Regions from separate parts of the Sus scrofa genome. Here all the other regions are linked to region 3. A link is a contact called in public Hi-C and promoter capture Hi-C data. All regions are on one chromosome and are shown on one strand. The core of a region is the stretch at or near the end of the contact, and the rest is flanking DNA. Distances in the headings are between cores, read along the strand shown. Region 1 overlaps DAG1 (dystroglycan). Region 2 holds the start of IMPDH2 (inosine-5'-monophosphate dehydrogenase 2). Region 3 holds the start of USP4 (ubiquitin specific peptidase 4).

Evidence for each region. Promoter capture Hi-C pulls out the DNA fragments that hold promoters and counts their contacts. Hi-C and Micro-C count contacts between places; a contact is called where the count stands out from the background.
Region 1: a Hi-C map of liver shows a contact between it and region 3, with 4 times the contacts expected there. The contact joins the enhancer-like site here to the promoter of USP4 in region 3. A contact is called at or near these places in 4 of 47 Hi-C or Micro-C datasets (embryonic fibroblasts, heart right ventricle, liver and 1 more) and 1 of 2 datasets of contacts at active chromatin or transcription factors (skeletal muscle).
Region 2: a contact with region 3 is called in a promoter capture Hi-C map of skeletal muscle, with 5 times the contacts expected there. The contact joins the promoter of IMPDH2 here to the promoter of USP4 in region 3. A contact is called at or near these places in 2 of 5 promoter capture datasets (fetal skeletal muscle and skeletal muscle), 1 of 47 Hi-C or Micro-C datasets (embryonic fibroblasts) and 1 of 2 datasets of contacts at active chromatin or transcription factors (alveolar macrophages).

The regions. Positions count from the first base shown.
Region 1 is chr13:32,090,248-32,094,149 of Sscrofa11.1, reverse strand. It overlaps DAG1 (dystroglycan), which reads right to left. Exons shown (of 3, transcript XM_021068744.1): 3 at 1,700-3,902. Among named protein-coding and RNA genes, the nearest start is that of BSN, 15 kb to the left of the region's middle. Within about 2 kb of position 1,944, at least 21 of the 83 cell types and tissues checked have an H3K27ac peak or open chromatin away from gene starts, as enhancers often do. A contact at or near this core is called in liver, where this site is marked.
Region 2 is chr13:31,662,021-31,666,026 of Sscrofa11.1, reverse strand. IMPDH2 (inosine-5'-monophosphate dehydrogenase 2) reads left to right here and starts at 2,367. Exons shown (of 15, transcript XM_005669533.3): 1 at 2,367-2,653; 2 at 3,083-3,131; 3 at 3,351-3,452; 4 at 3,569-3,643; 5 at 3,972-4,006. The coding sequence starts at 2,556. It overlaps QRICH1 (glutamine-rich protein 1), which reads left to right. Exons shown (of 10, transcript XR_002337951.1): 10 at 1,254-2,215.
Region 3 is chr13:31,902,383-31,906,221 of Sscrofa11.1, reverse strand. USP4 (ubiquitin specific peptidase 4) reads left to right here and starts at 1,845. Exons shown (of 22, transcript NM_001243188.1): 1 at 1,845-2,103. The coding sequence starts at 2,003.

The sequences.
Region 1 (3,902 bases), core at 695-3,194, 190 kb before region 3:
AGCCAGGAGCTCCTAGACACCCCAATATTCCCTGGCCATCGTCCTGGCCCAAGGATCTTGGCCCAAGGCAATGCCTTTATACCAGGAGAGACAGAGGAATCCTCTAGCCTCCTTGGCTTCTCTTGTCCCTTTTACAGGCAGATGTGTTGGGGGTGACTTGTTATCCTGATTCCATCCCGTAGTCCCTAGGGTTCCTCAGAATCCCTTGGAGACCAGTGCTGTCCCCACTTCACAGATGGGGAAGCCAGGCCAAAAGGTTCATGGGAATTTGTTCTGGGTCAGAAGCACAGGCGAATGCATATTTCTGTGGGTCTGACAGCTCCCTCTCCCCTTCTCCACTGTGTCCCATTGTTTCTGCCCCTTTCCTACACTGCCCTCTCTAGCTTGAAAAATCTGAGTAGACATTCCCTATCTGCCTCCTACAAGGAGAGGTCACAGAGACCTGGCAGGAGTGCTGCAGGTCAGGGGTCTGCCAGGCCAAATGTCAGATATTCCCAAAGAAGAGTAGGGCAGGGCAGAGGCCAGAGGCCCTTGTGGCTTCTTCCTATTCTACTGACCATATATTCTCTGCTGAAACCAGAAATCCCTTTACTAGAGTACAGGACAGTGAATCCACTCATAACCCATGGCTTCAGATTAGGTATTAAACAACTTCTTGAGGCCAAGAAAGCAAAGGGCAGGGTCATATCCCAGGCTCCTGCTGCTAGGTCTAGGGGGTGAGGTATGAGGTATGTGTCCCTTAACTCTGTACTGAGGACAGCTTTTCCTGGTATTTATCAGTATTGTATGCCACAAGTAATTGTTTGACCTTCAACTCCCCACTCTGGGATTCAGTTTTATCTGCAGTACAGGACCAATCTCTCAGCTCTGGGTCTTAAATTGTGGGCAGAGCAGCAGCCTGGGGGCTATAGGTAGAGATGGTGAAGACTCTGTGGGGGTGGGAGTGAGGCCCGTTAGAGGCATCAGTTGTTCTGTGACCAATGGCCCCAATCCTGCCTCTGAAAACACAGCTGCTGCATCCCCTGCCTCCGGCACCCTGGGTAGTGTCCCAGGACAACCTGCCCCTTCCTGGGCACTAAGTCATGCTAAGCCTACCCAGCTGGTCTTTCTGTCCCAGGCAGGGTACTTAGGGGCAGGCCCCCAGAATCTATAGGCCCAAAGAAGGCAGAATAGCCTGGCCAGAAACCATTCTCCCCTTCTCCCCACTCCAAGGCAAGGGCCAAACCTGCCTTTAGACTGCTTGGGAGAGGGCCAGCCTTAACCCAAGGTCATGTGCAGGGGGCCCAGATGAAGGACCCCTGTCTGGGAACTGCAGGAGTCAACCCACTCTGGAGCAGACAACCTTCAGCAAGACCTCTCCCACCATCCTCCCCTCCCACCCAGTCTCACTGGATTTTCTGCCCATCCCTCTCCCCCATCATAGACGAGGAAACTGAAGCTCAAGGAGATCTGTCTCAGCTGGCTCAGGCAGAAGACGTGCTAAGGAGAGCTCATTGTTTGACAGAGCTTCTGCTGCACACATACATTCCTCCCAGAAGCACAGAAATGGTGAGGCTGTGAAGACTATCTGGTCAGCTGCTCAAAGGCCACCTGAGTGGGCCTAGCTGGGTCCCCTTTCCCTCTGTCCCATGGACTCTAGTCCCACCCTATACTCATGTCGTGTAGGAGCCAGGGTAATAGATGCTTGGAGGCAATGGCATTGTAATAAAGACACTGCTTTTATTTAGTTCGATATGTTTCTATACAGAACGCAGAAAACACATCTTAAAATCATATAGAAGGAAATAAAAACACGTCAGTGGTTGGTGAACACTTGAATGTGAGATTGGCTCTCTGTCTCACAGAGTCCAATGACCATTGCCAGCTGGGCGATCAGGGGAGGAGGCTGCCTGCAAGGGCATTGTTGCTGTTATTCTGTTCACTGCCCCATCGCCTCCTGTTGCTATGGTAACAGGCCATTCTGGGCCAGCCACTTCTCTGCGTGGCAGTGCCCAATGCTGGGGTTGCTAAGGGCAACGGAGCTATTTGGAAGGCCTTTCAAAGCCCTCACCTGGAACACTGGGAATTGTTTATCTTTTGAGGAGGTCATCAAACACAATCTGACCAGGTCAGACCCTGCTTGTGCTCCTGACTCTGGGGCATTAGGGAAACTCTGGCTTGGATCAGGACTTGGAGGCACAAGCCCCCCCGAGCCCTCCTGTACAGGCTCCCCACACCAGGGCACTGCTCCCCCTACTGGAGATCCAGGCAGGAGAGAGGCCCTGTGGGAGAGGAGCAAGGGGGAACCCCCTCCAAAGAAGGGCAGGGTAGAGACCTCTCCACTCTGACCGTCCCTCTCCTCCTGAGGCAGCACACTCAAATCTTCTGCAAAACAGTCAATATGGCTTAGAAGTGGCTGCTTGGCGTGCAAAGGGAGCCTGGGTCCACCCACCCACCTACAGATTATGGAAGGGATACATTATTGCAAAAGGCATTCCTCCCTAAAAGGTACCCAAAATAACTATTCAGACATCAAGAAAAGTCATGCTCAAAATGGTTTCTTCCAAAGGAGGAGAATCAAAGCAGAGTGGGTGCCCCTGAGTCATGGGACAGAGATGCAGATGGATGGACGGATGTTCTGCTAAAAAAGGCAAAAGAAGCCCCAGTGTAATTCCGAAGTTTAAACCATTAGGAAAGAAGTGGGGGTGGGGGGTGGAATCGCAAAGAGCAAAGCCGTCAGTTCCATGGAATCAACACTAAGAGCTTGTACAAACTGCTGTAAGCATCACCATTTTTAATCTTTTTTTTTAATAAAACAATTTGAGGCTGTATAAAAACTTTAGTAAAAAATTAGCTTTGAGAGCCCACAGATTTTTACTATGAACTATATTGCTGGCATTCCTCCCTAGCCACCAGACCTTTCCCAGCCATTCAGGCCTGGGACTAGAGCGCCAGAGAAGAGGTGTGGGGTGGTCAGGGTGGGGCTGTGGACTATTGGGACAAAGTGGCCAAGGTCAAGTGAGGAAAGAGCATCACATGACATAAAAATATTGCATCTTCACCAAAATGTCCCCCACTGAGTGTTTCAAAAATCATGATATTCCATTTAGGATGGGGTGGGGGGGACCACACAGAAGGGTAAAAGAAAACAGGTTGATGTGGTCGAGTCCTTCGACCTCCCCAGGCACCCCCATGAGCAGCTGGCCCACCCTGGAGCACCTAGGTTGGAGGCTACGGCCACCACTGCCTCTTGGAGTCCCTTTTCCATGGAAATGAAGACCCCTTGGTGGTGGGCCGTGCATGCATGGGGTGGGGGTGTGGATGTCCATGGCCTGAGAGGCCCCTCTAGCTTTCAGCCCCTGGCAACAGTGGGACAGCAAGCCCAGCACCAGGGCCCTGGCCCCTGAGCCAGGGCCAGGAGGCCTCCAGTCAGGCTCTGGGGTATCAGAGCAACCAAGTTTACGTAGTGTGAAAAAATAGGATTCCTTTGATAAAAAATACTGTCCCCTTGGTCTTCTCTAAGTTTGAAACACCCTGGGAGCTTATTTTTAGCAAAGCAATTTCCCATACCCACCCAAAAATTATACATACAAGTTTAGGTAAACAGCAGATTAAATGTAAAAACTTAATCTTAACTTCTGAAAGTCCTTTGAATTTAATCTTTAGCTACTGTTTTCCATGTTACATCCTGCAGCTAGACACACGTGAATAGAAAAAACAGTACAGTTAGTGTTAAAGGCAAAACGCAGAGAGCCGGGAGGCCACCCAGCACTGCCTGCAAGTTCATTCACGGTTCCTCGCTCCCTCCATCTACCTCTACTCCAAATGGTGCTTTCAGAGCCAGCCATCAAAAACGCAGCGAAGAATTTTCTATGAACAAACAAAAAGCTGTTAGGCAAAAAATAAAAGTAAAAATGTCCCCA
Region 2 (4,006 bases), core at 1,118-3,617, 240 kb after region 3:
TGCTGTCTTTTGCCTCTGCAGTTTGACATACCATCTTCATAGCAATGCCATAAAATCTTTCTACATTGTAGATCTTATCATGTTACTTAGGTTACAACCTACATTGGTTTCCTTTTACACTACAGAGAAAGACAATAATCCTAGTGTGGCATCAGGGCCTTTCATGCACTCTCCCTTGTTAACCTCATGTTCATGTAGCTCTTGGCTCTCTAGACATACTGGCTCCTTTCCATTGAAAGGTAGGGGTATCATGCTTTTCCTCTTCAGGACCTCTACACAGTGAGTTTGTGGCACAGCAGGTTAAGGATTTGGCATTGTCACTGCAGTGGCTTGGGGTGCTGCTGTGGTGTGGGTTCAGTCCCTGGCCTGGGATTGAAACTTCCATATGCTGGGGGCACCACCAAAACTAACAAAAAACAAGGTCTCTACACAGACTTTTCCCTATTGGGCAAACTCTGCCACCACCACCCACCTGTTTGGCTAGTTAGCTCCTATCCATCCTTAAAACAGCTTTATCAAGGAAGCAGTTCCTGATTCTCAACCTGTTCCCTCAGGCTGTAGCACTTACTACTGTTTGTCATTTTGAGTCTTTATGTAAATGGTTAATTGCTGTCTGTCTCCCCTCTTAGCTGAAAGCTCCATAACATAGACGCTTGGGCCTTACTCATTTCTTTTAAAATCAGCACCTAGTGCAGGCCTGGCACACAGTAGCCCTTTGAGAAATCTTGAATCAGTGCATGAATAACTGTTAGAGGATAACTTGTGCTAAGTATTTAAGAGTTAAGAGAAGTACAGCCCAATATTGAGGGGCTTTGAGTCCAGATACAGGCCCCCAGCATCACAGTGAAGCTGAGAAGTCAGAGTCCCTCTGGGGAAATTGAGAAATTATCAATGGATGAGGTAGAGGAAACAGCATAAGCTGTTTTCTTGAAGACAGACCTTCTGAGTGGTGAAGTTGGTTTCTAGTGAGATTGGATGGACTCAAGTAGATGAACCCTGGGAGTCCAAGTCAGAAGAATCACACCTGGCAGCATGTGAGGGAGGAGCAGAAGGTAGGCACCCTGTCAGTGGCATTTGCAGTAACTCCAAAGGGATGTCCTAGAGGTAGTGTGTGTTGGCTGCATGGAATTGAGGAACTGTGTGACTACCTTCCAGAACTTCCTATCTTTTGGAGAGCATTTGTCTAGGAGGTTCAAGGTGGGAGGGTTGAGATTATGGTGGTTTCACCCAGCTTTCACCCATATATCCTTCAGCCCTCAGAGTGTGAAAGGCCGGAATGACACCTTTTACCTGACGCCAGAGCCGGTGGTGGCTCCCAACAGCCCAATCTGGTACTCGGTCCAGCCTATCAGCAGAGAGCAGATGGGACAGATGCTGACTCGAATCCTGGTGATACGAGAAATTCAGGAGGCCATAGCAGTGGCTAATGCAAGCACCATGCACTGAGATCCCTCAGCCGTGGTTCAAGGGAGACGATCCAGGAAAAAACGGACAGACTTTCACACTAAAGAAGAGGCCTCCATTTTTTTCTTTTCTTTTTTATTGGTGTAGTTATGAAGCCTTTCAGACTGCTTCTGTTTAAAATGTAAAAGGAAACTTTGCCCCCGTGCATCTTCATAAACCTGCTGTGGCAGACTCCTCAGCCCATGGGGGCTCTGGGTTTCCTGAGAGCCAGATGTTCTAGAAAGTTGCTGGCTGACTTTTTTTGTTTGGGGCCTGAGGAAAGGGCTTGGACTGTTAAGAGAAATGTGGCCCCTTATCCTTCCTCCAGAAAGATGGAATTAATGATGGATGGACCCTACAGAGAGATCTCTCCAGCTGGCTTCCATTATGACTGGCAGACATTGCTGACCACAGGGGAGCGAGCCATGGCCTTTTCTTTCTTCATGCTCAGACATAAACCTAGCATCTTAATGGAAGGAAAATGAGGGGAACTTCAATTATGATTTATTAAAGACAATTTCTATTACACCCTTCTTTATGACAAATGACATTTTAGATGTTAAAGTAAAAACTTTACCTTTTTTTTTTTTTTGGTTTTTTTTTTTTGGTTTTTTTTTTTTGGCCTAACATTGAGGCCTTAAACCTGAGGCTCCTGTGCCTGATGGAATTCTTGTAACATACACTTGTGTATCATATAAAGATACCACTCTGTTTCTCTTATGTATTCTTAATCTAGTTGTTTATTAAGAATGACAAGCACGTCTTTTCAACATGCTAGTGAACAACGTCTCTTTATTTGGGAGGAAGCTGGGGGGACAGTGGCAGCAAAGCCTTGCTTGTTAATTTAAAGGGGCAAGGTCTTGCGGGAGCGGGTAGCGATAGGGGAACAGCTCTACCAGGCGACGCAGCTAGAGCATGCTCTGCGCTTGCGTTTCCTCCCGCCAGCTCCGCCCTAAAGGCGTGTGGGCTCCGCCTGTGCGTGCTGCGTCCTGACGTCAGCGGCGCGCAGGGCGCAGTGACGATTTCGGCTGGTTTATATTGGCGCGGCCCAGAAGGCAGAGGCCTCTGCGGCGCGGTCCTCGGAGACACGCGGCTTAGCCCCCGCGTTAACCATGGCCGATTACCTGATTAGTGGGGGCACGTCCTACGTACCGGACGACGGGCTCACGGCTCAGCAGCTGTTCAACTGCGGGGACGGCCTCACGTACAAGTGCGGGCTTAGCGGCCTCACCTGGGCGAGGAGAGGGGCGGCGCGCTGGGTTGGGAGGCCGGGTGGGGCTTCCTTTGAGCCTACTTGGACTCAGGCGTGGGAGACAGGTTCAGGAAATTACCACACATCTCTGAGGTTCCGTTTGAAGCGGGCGGGATGGAGGAGGCATCTTGGTAGTGCTTGGCATTTCAGGCTAGAAATTCCAATCTCCGGGCACATGGAGTTGTCAGGGTTCCAGGGGCGCCGATGACAGCTAGGTGGCAGAAAAGGTCCCTTGTCTCCATCTCTACCTTCTTTTCTGCCTTGCCTGTGATACTCGGTCTAGTTCATTGTCCTCTCTGCTCAAATGCCTTAAGAGATGATCTATTGGGGATGGTGTTTCAGGCTGCTGTAATCCTGACCCTTACTCCCATTTCCCCTCCCCTTTAGTGACTTTCTCATTCTCCCTGGGTATATCGACTTCACAGCAGACCAAGTGGTGAGTATGGACAGGAGTTGGATGGGTGTAAAGTTTAGGTAAGATGCTGCTGCTGTCCCCTTTGGCTACCTCACCAGTTTGGGTTTGGGGGTGGATTCTATGGAAGGGAAGAGTCTTACTGGCATGCAGGTCATAAAGGGCACTTGTTTTGTGGGGAACGTGGCACTGACCTGAAGTATATGAGGTGCTTTTGCATATTAGTTGGCCTTATTTCTTTAGGACCTCACCTCTGCTCTGACTAAAAAGATCACTCTGAAGACCCCACTGGTTTCCTCACCCATGGACACAGTCACAGAGGCTGGGATGGCCATAGCAATGGCGGTGAGCATTGTCACATATGAGGGCAGAAGCAGGGGTCCCATCTCTTGTCAAAGGCATACAGTGATGCCACTCTTCTTTGTCCCTGTTTCCCTATTTTCTTTTGGCATCTGCTACAGCTTACAGGTGGTATTGGCTTCATTCACCACAACTGTACACCAGAATTTCAGGCCAATGAAGTGCGAAAAGTGAAGGTCAGAAGGGCAAGGATCGTGGTCAAGAGCTCCTGGGAATTGCACTGAGGTGGAGTGGGGTGGGAGTGGGGGACTTATTCTTTTAATTTAGCATCCTTTTTTCCCACTGTGGGGGTTCAGTTCCTCAGAAGAGCCTGAGACCCTGTGTCTTAAAGCAACAGAAGAGGACCAGGTAGACAGTGCCTACAGCCTACCCATGTCTCCTAGTTCTGGGTTTGAAGTGTTTGTGTGATTTCATCTTGTGGCATTGCCAAAGGGGGGTTGGCACAGATCCCAGGCTTTAGACCAAGAACTTGGTGAAAGTGCCCCTTTTCACCATCCCTTCCAGAAATATGAGCAGGGATTCATCACAGACCCGGTGGT
Region 3 (3,839 bases), core at 596-3,095:
GTATCAGGATTGGCTTCCCAGAGGTAGAACTGTCATGTAACTTCTATCTGCAGAGGATTAACTGCTATGTGGTTATTCAAGGCAGGGTTTTTTTGGTGGTTTTTTTTTGTTTGTTTGTTTTTGTCTTTTTTGGGGCCGAACCTGCAGCATATGGAAGTTCCCAGGCTATCAGTCAAATTGGAGCTTTATCTGCTGGCCTATGCCCAGCCACAGCAATGCCAGATCCCAGCTGCAGCTGCGATCTACACTACCGGTCACAGCAATACCTGATTCCTGACCCACTGAGGGAGGCCAGGGATGGAACCCCCATTCTCATGGTTACTAGAGGGATTCCTTTCTGCTGTGCCACAATGGGAACTCCCTCAAGGCAGTTTTAACTCCAAATTTACTTTTCCCTGCTACCTACCCACTGTGAAGAGATCTCTTCGACTAAACGGTGCATAGTGGATGTCCCAGGAGTGCAAAGTAACTTCAATTAGCCAAAAGCCGAACATAAAAATAGTAAATCTGTTCAAATGACTTACCACACCTTCACCAGGCCACCTCTATCTCTTCTACCCCTAAAAATGAACACAGTTCATCTGTTTCTCCTCTCCTCCCTCACAGCCATCTTTCCCAAGGTTCCTAGTAGCACTGTGGGTATAAAGCACCCTCAACCATTTCTCTATGCTCTGAAACTTCCCACAATATCTGTGGGCTGTTTAAGGCAAGACATGTGGCCCCTCTGGCCTCCCTTTGAGCTTCAGATCCCAAGCCCTTTCAGTAATCTGTGCCCAGCTCAATTGGACTAATCCTCATTCTTTGATTCCGTCCACCCTGCTAGTTCCAGAAATTTTCTTTGACCCTTCTAGTTATTCCTCCTTTAACATGCACTATCATTTCTATGCTTTCAAGATCACGCTCAAATGCTACTCAAGTCAAAGGCGCCCTTTCACAGTTCAGGGTCTAATCTTTGGTTCTACCTGTTAGTGGCATTTACCCCACACTGCTTGGCTCTGGGGTCATTTGTGGAAGAGTTATTCTCCTCCTATAGATCAAATAAGGGCAGGTACTGGGCCTTGTATATCTTATTTTCTCTGCTAGATTCACATAGGCTAGCTGTCTGGCCTCCACCTTGCTCTGGGTTTACTTCCTCCTCCAGGAAGAGGGCTGTGATTTTTGTTTGCAGGGTTGAGTGGGAAACATATGGTGTTCAAACACTATCTTGTTGCAACAACAAACAGAGCAGCAACCCGGCATCTGATGTGGAGAACAGACTTTTACCTCTCCTTCCCCCATTGCTATTGCCCCTCTGCGGCTGCTTGACTCCCCGACAAAGCAAGTAGCTACCTCAGGGGCCTGTGTAACTGCCTGGGCTAGGTTATACTGGCGTCCAGCTTGCTAACGACTAGGCCACACCGTCGAGACTCGGTCCCAAGGCGCTGGTGCACCTAACACCCTCTAAAATCCCTGTAGTGCCTCTGGGAATGGAGATCCATTCCAAGTTTGGGCAGCTAAGGACTAACGTAAGGTCTCTGCTGAAAGCCGAAAGGCTGGAGTGAAAAGAAGACCTAGTTCTAGGCCTCCTTGCACCCGAGCTGCCTTTATTAAGACCAGGATAACCCTGCAAATCCAGAAGAGGTGCCCAGGGTGTCATGGGGTCTGCGGACCGACTCCTAAAGATCGCCGAGCTGAAAGGAGAAGTGGTGCAGGACCGCCGCCCCGTGGCTTGGCCTTCAGGGCGGAAGAAGCGGCAGCTCCTACCCACCCCCGCCCCGCGCCCACTTCCTCTTCCGGCCGCTCCCCCAACCCCCGCCCACTCCGCCGCGCACGGGTGGGACAGGGTTGGCGCGTTGGAAGGGTGGGGGAAAGGCAGAAGAGGGCAAGCGTACAAGCCGCGGCGCGAGAAGGTCCTTGGGTGCGCGCACGTGCGTGCGTGCGTGCGTGAGTGCGTGTTCGCGACCCACGGCACGCTGTGCGCGAGGCGGATGTCCGGGCCGGCTGGACCGGGGCCGCTGACGAGATGGCGGAAGGCGGAGGCTGCCGTGAACGACCGGATGCAGAGACCCAGAAATCCGAGCTCGGGGCCTTAATGAGGACCACGCTGCAACGAGGGGCGCAGTGGTGAGCGCCGAACCCGCGTTTCCGCCGCGCAGGGCCAGAGGGCGGGGCTTGGGCGCTCAGGCCCATCCCCTCTTTTCCTGTTTGGGCCGGGACCCTCTTTTCCGGCCGGGCAGGGGCGATGTTAGTGACCCCGGAGTTTGACTTGACCCCCCGCCACAGAAGAGAGGGAGCCCTAGATCCTCTCTGGGAAAGCGTGGGTGGAGCAGAAGGTTGTCCCGGCCCTTTCAGAGCTCAGGGGGCGGATCCGGCGGGGTCTAGGGCTGCAGAATGGAAAGAAGGGGAATGCTCACAGGGACCCTCAGGTTGAGCAGACCCTTTAGATTTGAGGATTCGCTCTGTGACTTTGGGCAAAGGCGTCCACATCTCACAGACCCTGGTTCCTTACTGTTAAAACCAGAGTAGCGACATTTGGCGCCCCCCGCAGTCAGTTGGTTGAGGCGTAGATCAGAAGTAGATACTTTGTAACTTGTAAACTGCGGAACAGACATCAAGGTCGGAAGCTGAACAAATGTCTGAGAGTCTCATTATTTTGGTAGCAAATGTCAAAGATAATTGTAGCAGCCGCATTTCGGAGTGAGAGAGAGGGGTAACCTAGAGCCTAGCTAAAAAGATTAAAAGTCCAAGATTTAGAAGAGCAGGTCTCAGTCAGAAGTTTCTTAATAAATTTTCTAGGAGAAGGAATAGTACTTACACTATTGTATTGTGTGGGAGCTGAAAGCTGGGGCTTGGCTTTGCACTGAATGTGACTGAGCATCCCTCTTTAAGAAACTATGGTTGTCTTCCAAGAAACTTAGTGTGACAGAGGACTTGAGCAGGGAAGAGAAACAGTGGGATTAGGAGGAATTCAGGTGTGTCTTGTGCTAGCCAATCTGTGAAAGGCAGGGCGGGCAAAAAGTACTTGTGGATGATATATCCTGATCAGAAGTGGCATATGAAGAATACTCAACAGAAGCAGAGGAAGTTTCAGATAGACTAAAATCAGTAAAAGTGTTTGGAGGATGTTCAAGAGGTTTGGAGAGAAAAGAGCGTTTAGATATTTGAATATATTTATGGATCCTTGTGGCCTTTAGGAGAAGCTACCTGATCTCCTCTGAGGTTTGTTGGTTATAAAATTTGAAGGACTTCCCAATATAATTGTTGTACTTTGTTCCCCAACAGAGGTTTCCCCCTCCTTTTGTCTTAATTGTAGAACAGCATAGTGATACTTTTAAAGTAAAACCAGATCATATTCCCTTTGTGGCTCAGCAGTTAATGAACCTGACTTGGATCCATGCGGATGTGGGTTTGATCCCTGGCCTTGCTCAGTGGATTAAGGATCTGGTGTTGCCGTGAGATGTGGTGTAGGTTGCAGATGTGGCTTGGATCCTGAATTGCTGTGGCTGTGGTGTAGGCTGGCTGGCAGCTGTAACTCCAATTCGACCTCTAGCCTGGGAATTTCTGTATGCCTAAGGTACGGCCCTAAAAAGAAAAAAAAAAAATTAAAATATAGCCAGATCAACGTAATGGTTATCGAGAAGATAAACATACCAAGACAATATTGTATGATGCATATGTGTGTTTGTATACCTGTATATGTGTACACATTTGTACACAAATACAGACACACATTTTTTGCTACTTTGGTCCTCAAAGGAAAACTGAAGTGTGTGATGTTATTATCTCTTTTTTTTTTTGGCTTTTCTAGGGCCGCACCCTTGGCATGTGGAGGTTCCCAGGCTAGGGGTCTAATCGGAGCT